Regions from separate parts of the Sus scrofa genome. Here region 1 is linked to region 2. Evidence: chromatin contacts called from public Hi-C data. All regions are on one chromosome and are shown on one strand. Each heading gives the region's core, a stretch centred on a gene start, on an enhancer-like site or on the middle of the called end of the contact. The rest is flanking DNA. Distances are from core to core; before and after follow the strand shown. Region 1 overlaps LPCAT2 (lysophosphatidylcholine acyltransferase 2). Region 2 overlaps SLC6A2 (sodium-dependent noradrenaline transporter).

What was found. A called contact is a pair of places that touch in the nucleus more often than the background predicts.
Region 1: a contact with region 2 is called in a Hi-C map of embryonic fibroblasts, with 4 times the contacts expected there. The contact joins two enhancer-like sites. A contact is called at or near these places in 2 of 47 Hi-C or Micro-C datasets (embryonic fibroblasts and mesenchymal stem cells).

Annotation. Positions count from the first base shown.
Region 1 is chr6:30,032,475-30,039,088 of Sscrofa11.1, reverse strand. It overlaps LPCAT2 (lysophosphatidylcholine acyltransferase 2), which reads left to right. Exons shown (of 12, transcript XM_005653254.3): 6 at 229-283; 7 at 6,227-6,309. Among named protein-coding and RNA genes, the nearest start is that of CAPNS2, 19 kb to the right of the region's middle. Within about 2 kb of position 2,183, at least 3 of the 83 cell types and tissues checked have an H3K27ac peak or open chromatin away from gene starts, as enhancers often do. A contact at or near this core is called in embryonic fibroblasts, where this site is marked.
Region 2 is chr6:29,952,810-29,958,877 of Sscrofa11.1, reverse strand. It overlaps SLC6A2 (sodium-dependent noradrenaline transporter), which reads left to right. Exons shown (of 15, transcript XM_013994585.2): 5 at 207-345. All of the region lies in intron 1 of LOC106509429 (a long non-coding RNA gene), which reads right to left. Among named protein-coding and RNA genes, the nearest start is that of SLC6A2, 26 kb to the left of the region's middle. Within about 2 kb of position 3,832, at least 20 of the 83 cell types and tissues checked have an H3K27ac peak or open chromatin away from gene starts, as enhancers often do. A contact at or near this core is called in embryonic fibroblasts, where this site is marked.

The DNA.
Region 1 (6,614 bases), core at 934-3,433, 82 kb before region 2:
TGACTCACACATACATACGTGGTATTGCGGTCGGCAATTTAACTTTTGAATGTCTAGAATAGTTCTCTAAGCCCAAGAAGCGTTATAGCTGCTGGGTGGCATTTATAAATGCAAAATACATACGAAATGTGACCCAGGGTTGCTTGTGTGTAAAGAAAGGATTGTTGAGTAATGTTAAGTGGTACTAGTCTTACCCCATAAAGCCAGCCTTCTCTTTTTTCTCTTCAGCATTCAGCTTTGTGTGCTGACTTGGTGCCAGCCTTTCACAAAGGTGGAAGTTGAGGTAAGTAGTTCAAAATATAGCCTGGGAACCTAAGAGCTGACCTTTCCTTTCATGGTGAACTTTCAGTCTAGAGAGCCCAGACGTGGGAAAGTTGGGAGCGAAGCCGGCCACCTTGAAAATAAGCCCCACTCCTTTGCAAATTGTGTATTTAAACCCAGTGTGTCCGAGCAAGCCCTTAGAATTGTGTTAGGAAACACGCATTACCTCCCTTCCGAGACTTTCCAACCTGTCACCACCCTGGCCGGCCAGATTTGCATCACCTGTTCTTATCCTTTTTTTTCCCTTTAAATGCTGACGCTGCCAAGTGCCAGCACATCCTGACTTACAGAGCTCCCGCCGCTGGTGGAGCCCCCAGCTTCTTGCAGTCTGTTCTGTGAAAGCTGAGGGGGGCTGCCCTGGGTTGTGGAAGAGGCACAGGGTCAGAAACCCTCACCTTTGGAAGAGTCCGAACATGGAAAGCTGAGGAATCCATATCCTAAGAACCCAGGAGGCAACTCCTAGCGTTGATCATGAAACAAGATTTTCCGTTTGAGTTACAGTGGCAGGCGGAGGGAGCGGGGGAGTCTTTAGAAATGTTCTGAAAATTCTGCCCAGATGTAAGACTCCAAAGGCTGAGTATTCTGCTTAGTTCTAAGAATGACATGGAATAATGGACCCCTGCATTCAGAGCCTCGCTGGCTTCGGTGATAGACCCGCGGGTAGCCTCTGAAGAGAGAGGGTCAGAATAGTGGTTCTCCAGACTCTTGCCTGGATTTTCCAATGGCTTCCATGGGTTTGGTCATGAAAATCTTAAGTTTGCATATGTATGCAAATCCTGAGTCAGGGCCAGGGCTCCAAGTGACAGGACTGACGAATCCTGTTTTACTTATTCGATGGCTTGGTTGTTCAGCCATTTAGACATTGTCAGCAATACCAAATGATGTAGGAGGGGAAATTGTATTTCAAAATAAGTTTAACTTCAGTGAATTTTTTCTTAAAACTTGCAGGTTGTCTGCCTGCCTTGAAAATTCCTGTTTGTTAATTATATGCCCTACTTCCCTACTTTTAAAACCAGCTCAGTCTCTCTCAGTGTGACCTGAAAACACTAAATCTTGGAACATACTTAAGTGTTTCTAAAGAAAAAAGACTAATCTGTATCCTAATAAGTTTAGGAAGTACCAGGGTGAACAAAACGATCAGATTTCTTTTCTCAAGGCTTCTCTGTGCCTTTGAAATGTTTGAGCACTGAACCCCTTTTTCTCTAGATACCTCCTAGAACCAGTGTTCCATAGACTATGTTTTGGGGAACTCTGTTGGAAAGAAATATCTTATTATTTCTAAGTACTCTGACTGAGCACTGCTCTCCCTTCTTTTTTTTCTTCTTTTAAGGCCATACCTGCGGCATATGGAAGTTCCCAGGCTAGGGGTCGAATTGGAGCTGTAGCTGCCAGCCACAGCCACAGCAACGCCAGATCCAAGCCGCATCTGCAACCTACACCACAACTCATGGCCATGCCAGATCCCTGACCCACCAATCGAGGTTAGGGATCGAACGTGCATCTTCATGGATCCTAGTCGGGTTCATTAACCACTGAGCCACAAAGAGAACTCCTGCTCTTCCTTCTTGAATAGCTGCTCATATAGCTAGCTCTGTTTTCTTTCTCTAAACAAACAAAAGAACAAGAAAATCCACACTGAAAACAGCCGTACTATCTCCTCTGCAAATTCAGAAGATATTATTTATGCATATATGCTGTTCCTTCCTCTAAATTTCCCTCTTCAGCTAAGACAAGATCTGGCAAAAGATGTAGAAATGCAGTAGAACTGTACATTTTTTTGTCTAGCACACGTGTCCGTGGTCAAACTGCGTTACAACAGAGGTATGCAAATGCCTCATGTTTTTGCCCTGACCACTGTTACCACATTTCCTTTCCCTGTCTTGGCTTGCTTTCTCTCTTTTCAGTTGCAATATCTGCATTCTCCAACCAGTTCTCAGACTGGTTTGGATATTTTCTGGCAAAGAAAAGAATATATCTTTAGTTTAATAACTTCACAAACAAAAATGGCTTTCAAAGCAGAGCCCACTTGCATCTCTCACAAGCATCCTCTCTCTTTCGTCTTTTTTTTTTTTTTTTTTTTTTTTTTTTTGGCTTTTTGCCATTTCTTGGACCGCTTCCATGGCTTATGGAGGTTCCCAGGCTAGGGGTCAAATCAGAGCTGTAGCCAAAGGGCCTACATCAGAGACACAGCAACGAAGGATCCGAGCCGCATCTGCAACCTGCACCACAGCCCACAGCACCACCAGATCCTTAACCCACGGAGCAAGGCCAGGGATCGAACCTGCAACCTCATGGTTCCTAGTCGGATTCGTTAACCACTGAGCCACGACGGGAACTCCCACAAGCATCCTCTCTTAATAACTCTATTTCTTGCCTATCACTTGGTCTCTCACCGAATTCCTTCTGCACGGAGGCATGAGAACCTGAACCTCCGTAAGTCCAGAGACCAGGTACTATTCCAGCCAATAACCTAGAAGACCCCACCAGGATCATGGCAAGATCTCCTGATTCCAGCTTCAATGATTAAGATTCCCCCAAAGAAGTGTTTGCCCCAATCCTGATCCTTATTTGGAACCCTGTTTTTCTCCTTTTAAACTATAAAACTCTCTGCAATTCTTCCCCAAAGAGGGGCACAGTCTTTAAGGCAATAAAAGCTATTTTTTTTTCTCCTTCACCCCCCCCCCAAAAAAGATGGGAATTTGTTCCTTGCCCATCACATCGACATTAAAGGAGTAGACTCAGCATTAGGATCACATATTTTGGCGCACCTGCACAGATTAGAAAAATAAAGGAAAACCTGCAAAACACACACAGAAAGTATTTTATATTTGGAGGCAGCAAGGTCACCTTGGGCCACCTTGGGACATCACGTGGGGATAATGAGAAGAGATAGACATGGAAAGGAAAACTCGTTGGCCCGGGGTCGCTGGGGTATTTAGAGGTCAGTAATAGATAATGGCAATCGTGTTCCTCTTTCTCTGGCTGATCTTCCTTCCCAAATACAAGATGTGTTTGTGCGGTGAGCCTTGAATGACTTGGTGCAAACTAGAAATGTGCTGCAGAGGGCAAGGTCCTATCCAAGGAGGGGTGACTTTTTATTAGAATTTCCACTGAATGGCTTCTCAGGAGGCATGGGGGCCTCCAAGACCCATAAGTGTCAAATCCAGGCTTTTAATTATTTCAATCTCTCAGTGGAATTTTTCTCCTCAAGAATAAAAGGCCATGCCAGTATGAGAGTTATTAAAAATCTTTTTATGGAAAATATTTCCTGTACTACAAAGAACCAAACCGCATAGTTCATTGTATTGTGTTTGGTTAACAGTGTAACGGCGATTTATTTTTAGGGTTTTCAGTATGTACTTTTATGACTCACGCATCAAGTGTACTTTAAGTGATCATTTGTTCTTTTTCTTTTTTTTTTTTTTTTGTTGTTGTTGTTGTTGCTATTTCTTGGGCCGCTCCCGTGGCATATGGAGATTCCCAGGCTAGGGGTTGAATCGGAGCTGTAGCCACCGGCCTACACCAGAGCCACAGCAACGCGGGATCCGAGCCACGTCTGCAACCTACACCACAGCTCACGGCAACGCCGGATCGTTAACCCACTGAGCAAGGGCAGGGACCGAACCCGCAACCTCATGGTTCCTAGTCGGATTCGTTAACCACTGCGCCACGACGGGAACTCCATTTGTTCTTTTTTTAATGAAGAATTATATGACAGTGTAAAACTTTAATTGATTGTATTATTTTGTTAGCGATTCTGTGAATATTGACTTTAACATACTGTTTCCTTCTTTGGGTTTCACCCTAAGCAACTGTTAAGAGATTTTACTACAAACCGATTGCAGGGAACTTTGAGAAATATTTATTTGCAAAGACTGTTGCTCTGGATATATAAGTGGCATGGGGACCTCTGGTGGCTGAGTTTATTTTTCCATCTTAAAGAATGACTAGATACTAAGTGAAAAGCTAGACTTAGAAGCCTGGTGGGAAAGGCGCCTAGAGATCACCTTTTTCATTTGTGGCCCTAAAAAGATAAATAAGTAAGTAAGTAAATAAATAAATAAATAAAATATGAGAAGGAAAATAACATATAGCACATTATCCTATGATTTCTGTCCATTTTATCCTAAAAATGCCACTTGGGTCTGTGCTGGCCTCTACATCTTCCCTCCCTCTGTTTCTTTTCTTTTCTTTTCTTGCTTTTTAGGGATGCACCTGTGGCATGTGGAAGTTCCCAGGCTAGGGGCTGAGTCAGAGCTACAGCTGCCGGCCTACACCACAGCTACAGCAACACGAAATCTGAGCCTCATCTTCTATGCACACAGCTCATGGCAACACCGGATCACTGACCCACTGAGCAAGGCCAGGGATCGAACCCGAATCCCCATGGATAACAGGCAGATTCATTTCCACTCTGCCAAAATGGGAACTTCCCCCACCTCTGTTACTGGTCATTCTGTTACTCACAGTGGATTCAGTAGCCTCCTGGCTTCTCCCTCAGAGCTTCTCTGAGCCTCTTCCTCTTTGGTTTCTCCACTCTCTCCCACTGAAGTGACTGCTCAAAAACTTGGGAGTTCCCTGGTGGCTCAGTGGGTTAAGGATCCAGCATTGCCACATCTGTGGCTCAGGTCATTGCTGGTCCCTGCTCAGGTCCTGGTCCAGAAACTTCCTCATGCCATTGGTGCAGCCAAAAAACCAAAGCCAAAACCAAAACAATAACAGAAAACAAAACAAACCAAAAAAAAAAAAAAAAAAACACATGTGAACCTGGTCTTTTCACTCCCTTGCTTAAACTTCATCTTTGAGTCACCATTGCCTGCAGGTTTCTTAAACAGGATTAATAAGACTTGAAAAGATGTGAGTCTAAAAGTGGTGTTATTTATACAGATCTTTGATTTTCTTTCAAATCGTGTCCCTGCCACTTGTGTGTGGCCTTAGCTATATTGTTTAACCTCTTGGAGCAACTTTCTTTACCTGTCAAAAGAAAGGGTAGAATTTGCCTCAAGGAATTGTGGAAGAGTTCATCGCTTAGAGCCCCTTACGGACGGTACCCAGCACACAGTAGGTGTGGTGGATGGTACCCTTATCTGTGGACTTAGCTCCGAGTCACACATTTCTACTCCATTGCATGGAGGGCTCCTCTGGGACAGGACTTCATTGTCATTAGATGTTTTACAGGAGAGCTTATGCTTGATCTTGACTTTCTGAGGATAAACACAATCTTTCTGGTAGATACTGTTTACAGAATTAAAACTATGAACTAGGCAGCATGCTAGGTGCTTTACAGGCATTATTTCAGTAATCCTTCCAATTCTAGTCATAAGGAATCAGGGTTCACAAAGATTAAATGACTGAGCCAAGATCTCATGGCCCATTTCCACGCAACCATCATTGCTTAGGCACCTATTTATTTATTTATTTATTTAGTCTTTTTAGGGCCGCACTCACAGCATATGGAGGTTCCCAGGCTAAGGGTCGAATCAGAGCTATAGCTGCCGGCCTACACCACAGCCACAGCAACGCAGGATCCAAGCCGCATCTATGACCTACACCTCAGCTCACGGCAACACTGGATCCTTAACCCACTGAGCAAGGCCAGGGATCGAACCTGCGTCCTCATGGATGCTAGTCATATTTGTTTCCGCTGAGTCATGACGGGAACTCCCATAGCCCTCTTTTTAGAATTGAAGGGACAATTAGAAAAATTAAAGTTCATACTAGTTAACATGCAGAGAGGCCCAGAGCTTGGATTCAGATCTCCTGAGGCCACACACAGTGTTCTTTTCATTCTTTCATCTAACCTGTGCCCTAGAAGAGCAGGGGATTTCATATAATGACAGATAGCTTATAAATTACTTTATCTTAGGATTCACGATTGTAATGGAAAGGTACGTTTGTCTTTCAGTTTATGCCTGTTCAAGTACCAAATGACGAAGAGAGAAGTGACCCCATCCTTTTTGCCAATCGAGTCCGGAATTTAATGGCAGAGTAAGTATCTATATGTGACTATACTCAGCAAACAACTTTTAAATTATTGGCATTTAACATCTTTATGAAGGTTTTTTTGTTTGTTTTTTTCTTTCTGAGAGTTTCATTCCCCAACTCATTCTGGTAAGGAAAAATAATGTACCCAGGAACGTGGTCAGTAAAACAATCTATAAATATTTTCCCAGATGTAGCCCCAAACTAATGGAGATGTGCCTTTGCCAGAAGGGGAGCGGGGAGGGCACAGAACCAGAAGAAACCAGCCAGTGGCTTCCAAAGGGTGGATTCTCCCAAGCTGGCCTGTCCCG
Region 2 (6,068 bases), core at 2,583-5,082:
AGTTGCTGGCCCAGGGCAGGGCAGTGCTGGGCACAGGCCGTGAAAGTGCGGAGCAGGTCCAAATGGTACAGGTCGGTGGTCGGGGCAGCCTGGACCCATCTCTGTCAATGTACTGGCTTACCCTGGGGGCTGGCTTACGGTCAAGGCCTTGGTCATCTTCTCTGACGACACCGTCTTCCCTGGTCCTCTCCTTCTCCTCCGGGCAGGCGTGGCGTCCTGCACCTTCATGAGAGCAGTGGGATCCAGGACATCGGCCTGCCCCAGTGGCAGCTTTTACTCTGTCTGATTGTCGTTGTCGTCATCCTGTTTTTTAGCCTCTGGAAAGGAGTGAAGACATCAGGAAAGGTAATATCTTGTTTCTCATTCAGTTGGGAGGTTGGCCTCAAAAAAAAGTGTTTTTTTTTTTTTGGTTTTTTTTTTTTTTTCAAGCTACAAGCAGGTAATTGGTGAAAAGCAAAGGTGGGGCTAGAGAATCAGCCTGGGTTTGCAGCCCAGCTTGTCACCAGCTTTCTGGAGGCCTTGGAAAGATCCCTTCCCTCTCCTAAACCCTGAGCTCCCTGACAGTAAGGTGAGGGGGTGCCAGTGGATAGGGACTCTTCACACTTAACCACCGAAGCTTCCCCAGCAGCAGAGATCGGGGAATGGGCTTTTTCTCAGGGGAAAAAAGACCACAGCAGCCCATTGACCTGTGTTTGATAAACCTTAAATTCTGGCCTAAAATTTTATGCAAATGTTGCATCCTTCTCTGAAATATAACCATTTTCTTCACTATTAATCAATCATTCCCATCTCTGATATTAAGTAAAAGAGAATGCTCCAGAGGATACTAGATGAGTCCTAGGGCATCCTCAACACAGTGCTGAGTGCCTGCAAGGGTTTAGGGCTCCTGGAGAGAGGGCCACAGGGTTAGATGGCCCAGGAGAGCCTACCAAAGTTGGCATTCTGACCTAGGTGTCACTGCCTCATGGGAGAGTTCACTCAGGTCATGGCCCACGTTGGTTCTGAGCCTGAGGAACATCATCAGAACAACTCCATTTGGACCCTAAGGGTCCATGTTCCTGAGGAACATCATCAGAACAACTCCATTTGGACCCTAAGGGTCCATGTGGAGGGTGACTGTTAAAGAGGCTGTAGCTGGGAGATATGCTGTCTGGTGTTTTGGTTAGCTATTGCTGTGTAACAAAATACCTCAAGATGTAGTGATGTAAAGTAACAGCCATTTTATCTCTCATGATTCTGTGGGTTAACTGGTATTAGCAAGGTGGTTCTTCTGCTCTATGTGATATTTCTTGGGCTACATGTCTGGGGGGTTTGACTGGGCTAGAACCTCCAAGATGGCATGCAGTCATGGATGACAGTTGGTACTAGCTGGGAGCTCAACTGGAGCTGTCAACCAGAGCATCTTGGGTTGTTTCCACATAGATGTGGCTTGGGCTTCTCCCAGTTGGTGGCTGCGTTCCAAGAGCATGTTCTAAGCAGACAAGCCCCAAAGTGCAAGGAGCTCTTCCAGTCTCTGATTGCTTCATGCTTGCTCTTGTCCCAGGGGCCGAAATAAGTCTTGCGGTAAAGCCTAGAGTCAGCGTGGAACACACAGTGTGTGTGTGTTTGTTGGGGTTACAAGGCAACAATTTACCATGATCAGATAGGCATGGATTTGTGAGAAGCTTCATTAGGCAATTGATCTGGGAAAGTGGGGGTGCATCAGGGTTCTCTCTGCTTCTCCTCGAGTCTTGGTTATAGCCAGGATAATGTCAGGGGACCAGCAGCCAGTGGGGATGAACTCTGTCCAGAAGAGCTTGAAGTAGAACTTCTTCTCAGCATTTGAGAGACACAGTGTCTGCCACAAGGAAGAACCCCAATAAAATGCAGAACAGGGTTTGGAGGAATTCTAAGATGGAGCAATATCAGGTTAGGACTACAACCTCCCAACACCTGACACACAGTAGGTCTTTAGTAAATATTTATTGAAGGTCTAATGAGGAAAGAAAGGAAGGTAGGAAGAAAGGCTGAAGGGTAGGTGGGTAAATAATTTGGGGAACTTTACTATGTGTCCTTTTGAAGTCACTTCAACTTATTAAAACATTTATGGACACTTACTATGTGCCAGGCTAGATGCTAGTCCTAGTGATGCAAGAATAAATAAGCCAGATTCAACTGCTTAGAGTCGACCTGTGTTACAGCCAGGCATAGGTCAATGTCATTAGTTTCTTGAGTCTCCATCCAGAGACACATGTGGGTGCCCCTTAAATAACCACTAATGACCACAAACCATATGCACTATTACAGACCTTGCTTTTTTCTTTCTTTCTCTCCCTCTTTCTTTCCTTCTTTCTTTCTTTCCTTCTTTTCTTTCTTCCTTTCTTTCTTTCTTTTCTCTCTTTCTTTCTCTCTTTCTTTCTTTCTTTCTTTCTTTCTTTCTTTCTTTCTTTCTTTCTTTCTTTCTTTCTTTCCTTCTTTCTTTCCTTCTTTCTCTTGCTTTTTAGGGCCACACCTATAGCATATGGAAGTTCCCTGGGCTAGGGGCTGAATCGGAGCTGTAGCTTCCAGCCTACACCACAACCACAGAAATGCAGGACCCGAGCCTTGTCTGAGACCTACACCACAGCTCACGGCAACACATCCTTAACCTACTGAGCGAGGCCAGGGATCAAACCCGCGTTCTCATGAATACTAGTCGGGTTCGTTATCACTGAGCCCCAATGGGAACTCCCTTGCTTTTTTTTTAAACTTAACTTTACCTTGAAGATAATTTTGCATCAGGTAGTCAGGTCTTACTTTCATTGAGATACAAACTATGGGTTTTTCAAATGTCATTAAATCAATTTAGTGGGTTACCATAATTTTTCTAAATGAAATAGAATAGATAATAACAGAGTGCATTGCCCACAGTAAAGTAAGAGCTGTCTTATGGAATTTATGTTTCAGTTATAACAATCCATGTGTCTCGACATATAAGGTTTTTCTTACCATGAGTTATCATGGTCCAAAAAAGCATAAGATGCTGCATTGAAGAAGGAAGCTCTTCACATGGAGAGAGTCTGCAAAGACCATGGTGAAGGTGGCATTTGGGCCGGGTCGCTAAGGACAGGGATGGGTAGAGATGGGGCAGAGGGAATGGATTTCCAGTGGAAGGAGCTGCAAGCAAAGCCACAGAGGAGTAGAAGCCTTAGGCTAGCCCTGCCCAGCCTCTCTGCATTTCTCCTGGGTATCAGGAGTAGAGATCTCCTGGCCTCTGCAGGCAGCAGAGCTGCAGAAGGCATAGGAGCTTTACTCCCCCTGCTGGCCTGGAGAAGGGGCCACAGGGCTTCTAATATTGCACCCCAGGATTAAGTTTCCGATAGATAGCCATTGCCAAAGGGGAACAGCCTGCTCCACCTCGCTTAGCACTTGGCTGGAGCAGCGTGTGAGTCATCTGTGAGGGGACTGAGGTTAAAGAGAAGCGCAAAGCTGAGCATGCTCTGTTCCTTTGAGCAAAGGAATCTTCGGAGAAGAACACACCCCTCCCCTGAGGAGTGTGATGGGGGCGGGCGGAGTGTTAACCCTGGGAAGCCCTGCAGATGGAAAGAAGTCAATCCAGGTGCCAGCCCACATTTTGCCCAAGTCCTCCAGGGTTTTGGCTGCTGAGCAGGCAAGGACCCTGCAGTCCATGGAGCGGGTCTTTCTAGAATAGGGAGCTTCACTCAGGACATTGCTGTGCCCTGCCTCTAATTGTCTTTATATACTGGCTCATAAAAAAACCAAGAACATTGCTTATGTCTTCCCAGACTACATCTGGAACAGGGCCCTAAGCTTTTCTTAACAGGCTTCCACAGCCACAGATCCTCCCTGAAATGAGTTGCAAATGTTCACACTTCCTGTCTGAGCCAGTGAAGGCTCTGTGCCTGGGAAGACTCCTGACTCCTCAGCTGGCAGCCAGGATGGTGGGGGGTGGGGTACAGTCCGAATCAAGGAAAGGAGTTACCAAAGACCACGTGCTCTGAGACCTTGGCCCGATGACCATGTCAGGGTAGAGGGCAGAGCTCTGCGTCAGATGGCAGTCAGCCTCCTGGGGAGCTGGGCGAGTGTGCTTGCGGCCCTGGAGTCCCGCCTGCTTCCCCCATCACAGGAGCTCTTGGCTGAACTGGCACTCAGCCTCTATAGCCCACAACGCAGTGCCTAGATGTTTTACTGGAAGGTACTCCAGGCCATCTAGTCCAACTGCCTGTACAAATGAGGAAGCTGAGGCCAAGAGAGGGACAGGGTTTCACAGCAGTTTGGCATGGCAAGGACTTGAACCTGGGTCTCAAATACACAGTAGCGTGAGTGACTAAGAACGTGGGGCTTTGGAGAGTTCCCATCATGGCTCAGTGGTAACGAACCAGGCTAGTGTCCATGAGGACTTGGTTTGATCCCTGGCCCCTCTCAGTGGGTTAAGGATCTGGCACTGCTGTGAGCTGTGGTGCAGGTTGCAGATGTGGCTGGGATCTGGCGTTTCTATGCCTGTAGCGTAGGCAGGCGGCTGTAGCTCCAATTTGACCCGTAGCCTGGGAACTTCCATATGCAGAGGGTGCCGCCCTAAAAAGACAAACAAACAAACAAACAAAAAAACCCAAAAACAAAAACAAAGAAAACCCATGTTGCTTTGTGGTCAGAACACAGAATGAGGTCTAGGGAACTCATTCCCCGCTGGGTGACCTCAGGGTGAATGACGGTCCCTAAGCTTCAGTGTCCTCACCTGAAAGTGAGGTCAGTTAATGACCCCACCAGCCTCCAGGGCAGTTGGGGGGATGGGGCAGTGCAGGGCTAATTCTGTCTGAAATGAAAATTGCTCAATCAGGGATCATAGTCTGTCACCTCCCCTTGCATCAGCACCGCTTCTGGGCTTTGCCCCCACCCTGGTGATTTTCAAACTCCCCTGACTTCTGGTGGGGCTGGGAGGAGGGTTAGGCCCAGGCTCCCATCTGCTCTGTCTACATAGTGGGCTAAACTCTCAGAAACCTCGGACTCCCCTGTGCCTAGAGAGAAATCAAGATGACAGCACTGGCCAGGGTCAGCACCGCTCTGTCCAGTTCCCTGCCAGGCTGTGGGCTGTTTGGAAGATGAAACAAGATAAGAACACTTCTTAAAATATGGCAAAGGTGGTGGGGATGGGGAGAGAGAAAATCGGGGCAATTTAAAGAAAACTTGAGTTCAAGAATCTTTATCTAGAAAGGTCAGAGTGTTACTTTTGAGTTATAATTCCAGCCAAATATTCCCCACTCATCCAGGCTGGTCCTGGCTTGTGTTAGTGAGTCGACTGAGCCCAGGTATAAAGAACAGCATCATTTGCAAACGAACAATGAAGGCACTGAAATATTTAGAGCTCTGTCTTTTCTTTTCTTTTTTTTGTCTTTTTGCCATTTCTTGGGCTGCTCCCGAGGCATATGGAGGTTCCCAGGCTAGGGGTCGAATTGGAGCTGTAGCCACCAGCCTACACCAGAGCCACAGCAATTTGGGATCCAAGCTGCCTCTGCGACCCACACCACAGCTCACAGCAACGCTGGATCATTAACCCACTGAGCAAGGGCAGGGATTGAACCCGCAACCTCATGGTTCCTAGTCGGATTCGTTAACCACGGCGCCACGATGGGAACGCCTGTCTTTTCTTAAGTAACATCAGTGCATATCTCTCACCCCCATAAATCTTAGTGTGTCTTCATTATCAGGGCAAATGTTCCTAAAACTCAGTTCAGAAGATCGCAAATTCTAAATCATTAGAAGGTAAATTACAACAGATTTGCAGTGATAAACTTTGAGTATTCATTATCTCTGTGTTAGATCGACTTTAGAGCAGTGATTCTCAACCTTTAATGCACATAAGAATCACATAGAGGGATTGCTAAAACTCAGATTCCTGGGTCCTTCTTCAGGACCCTGATTCCATGGAGGTGGAGTGAGAATTGGCAGGGCTTTTTGGTTGTTGTTGTTTGTTAGTTTGTTTGTTTTGCTTTTTAGGGCTGCACCTGCAGTATATGGAAGTTCCTAAGCTAGAAGTTGAATTGGAACAAGAGCTGCCCCCCTATGCCACAGCCACTGCAATACCAGATCCT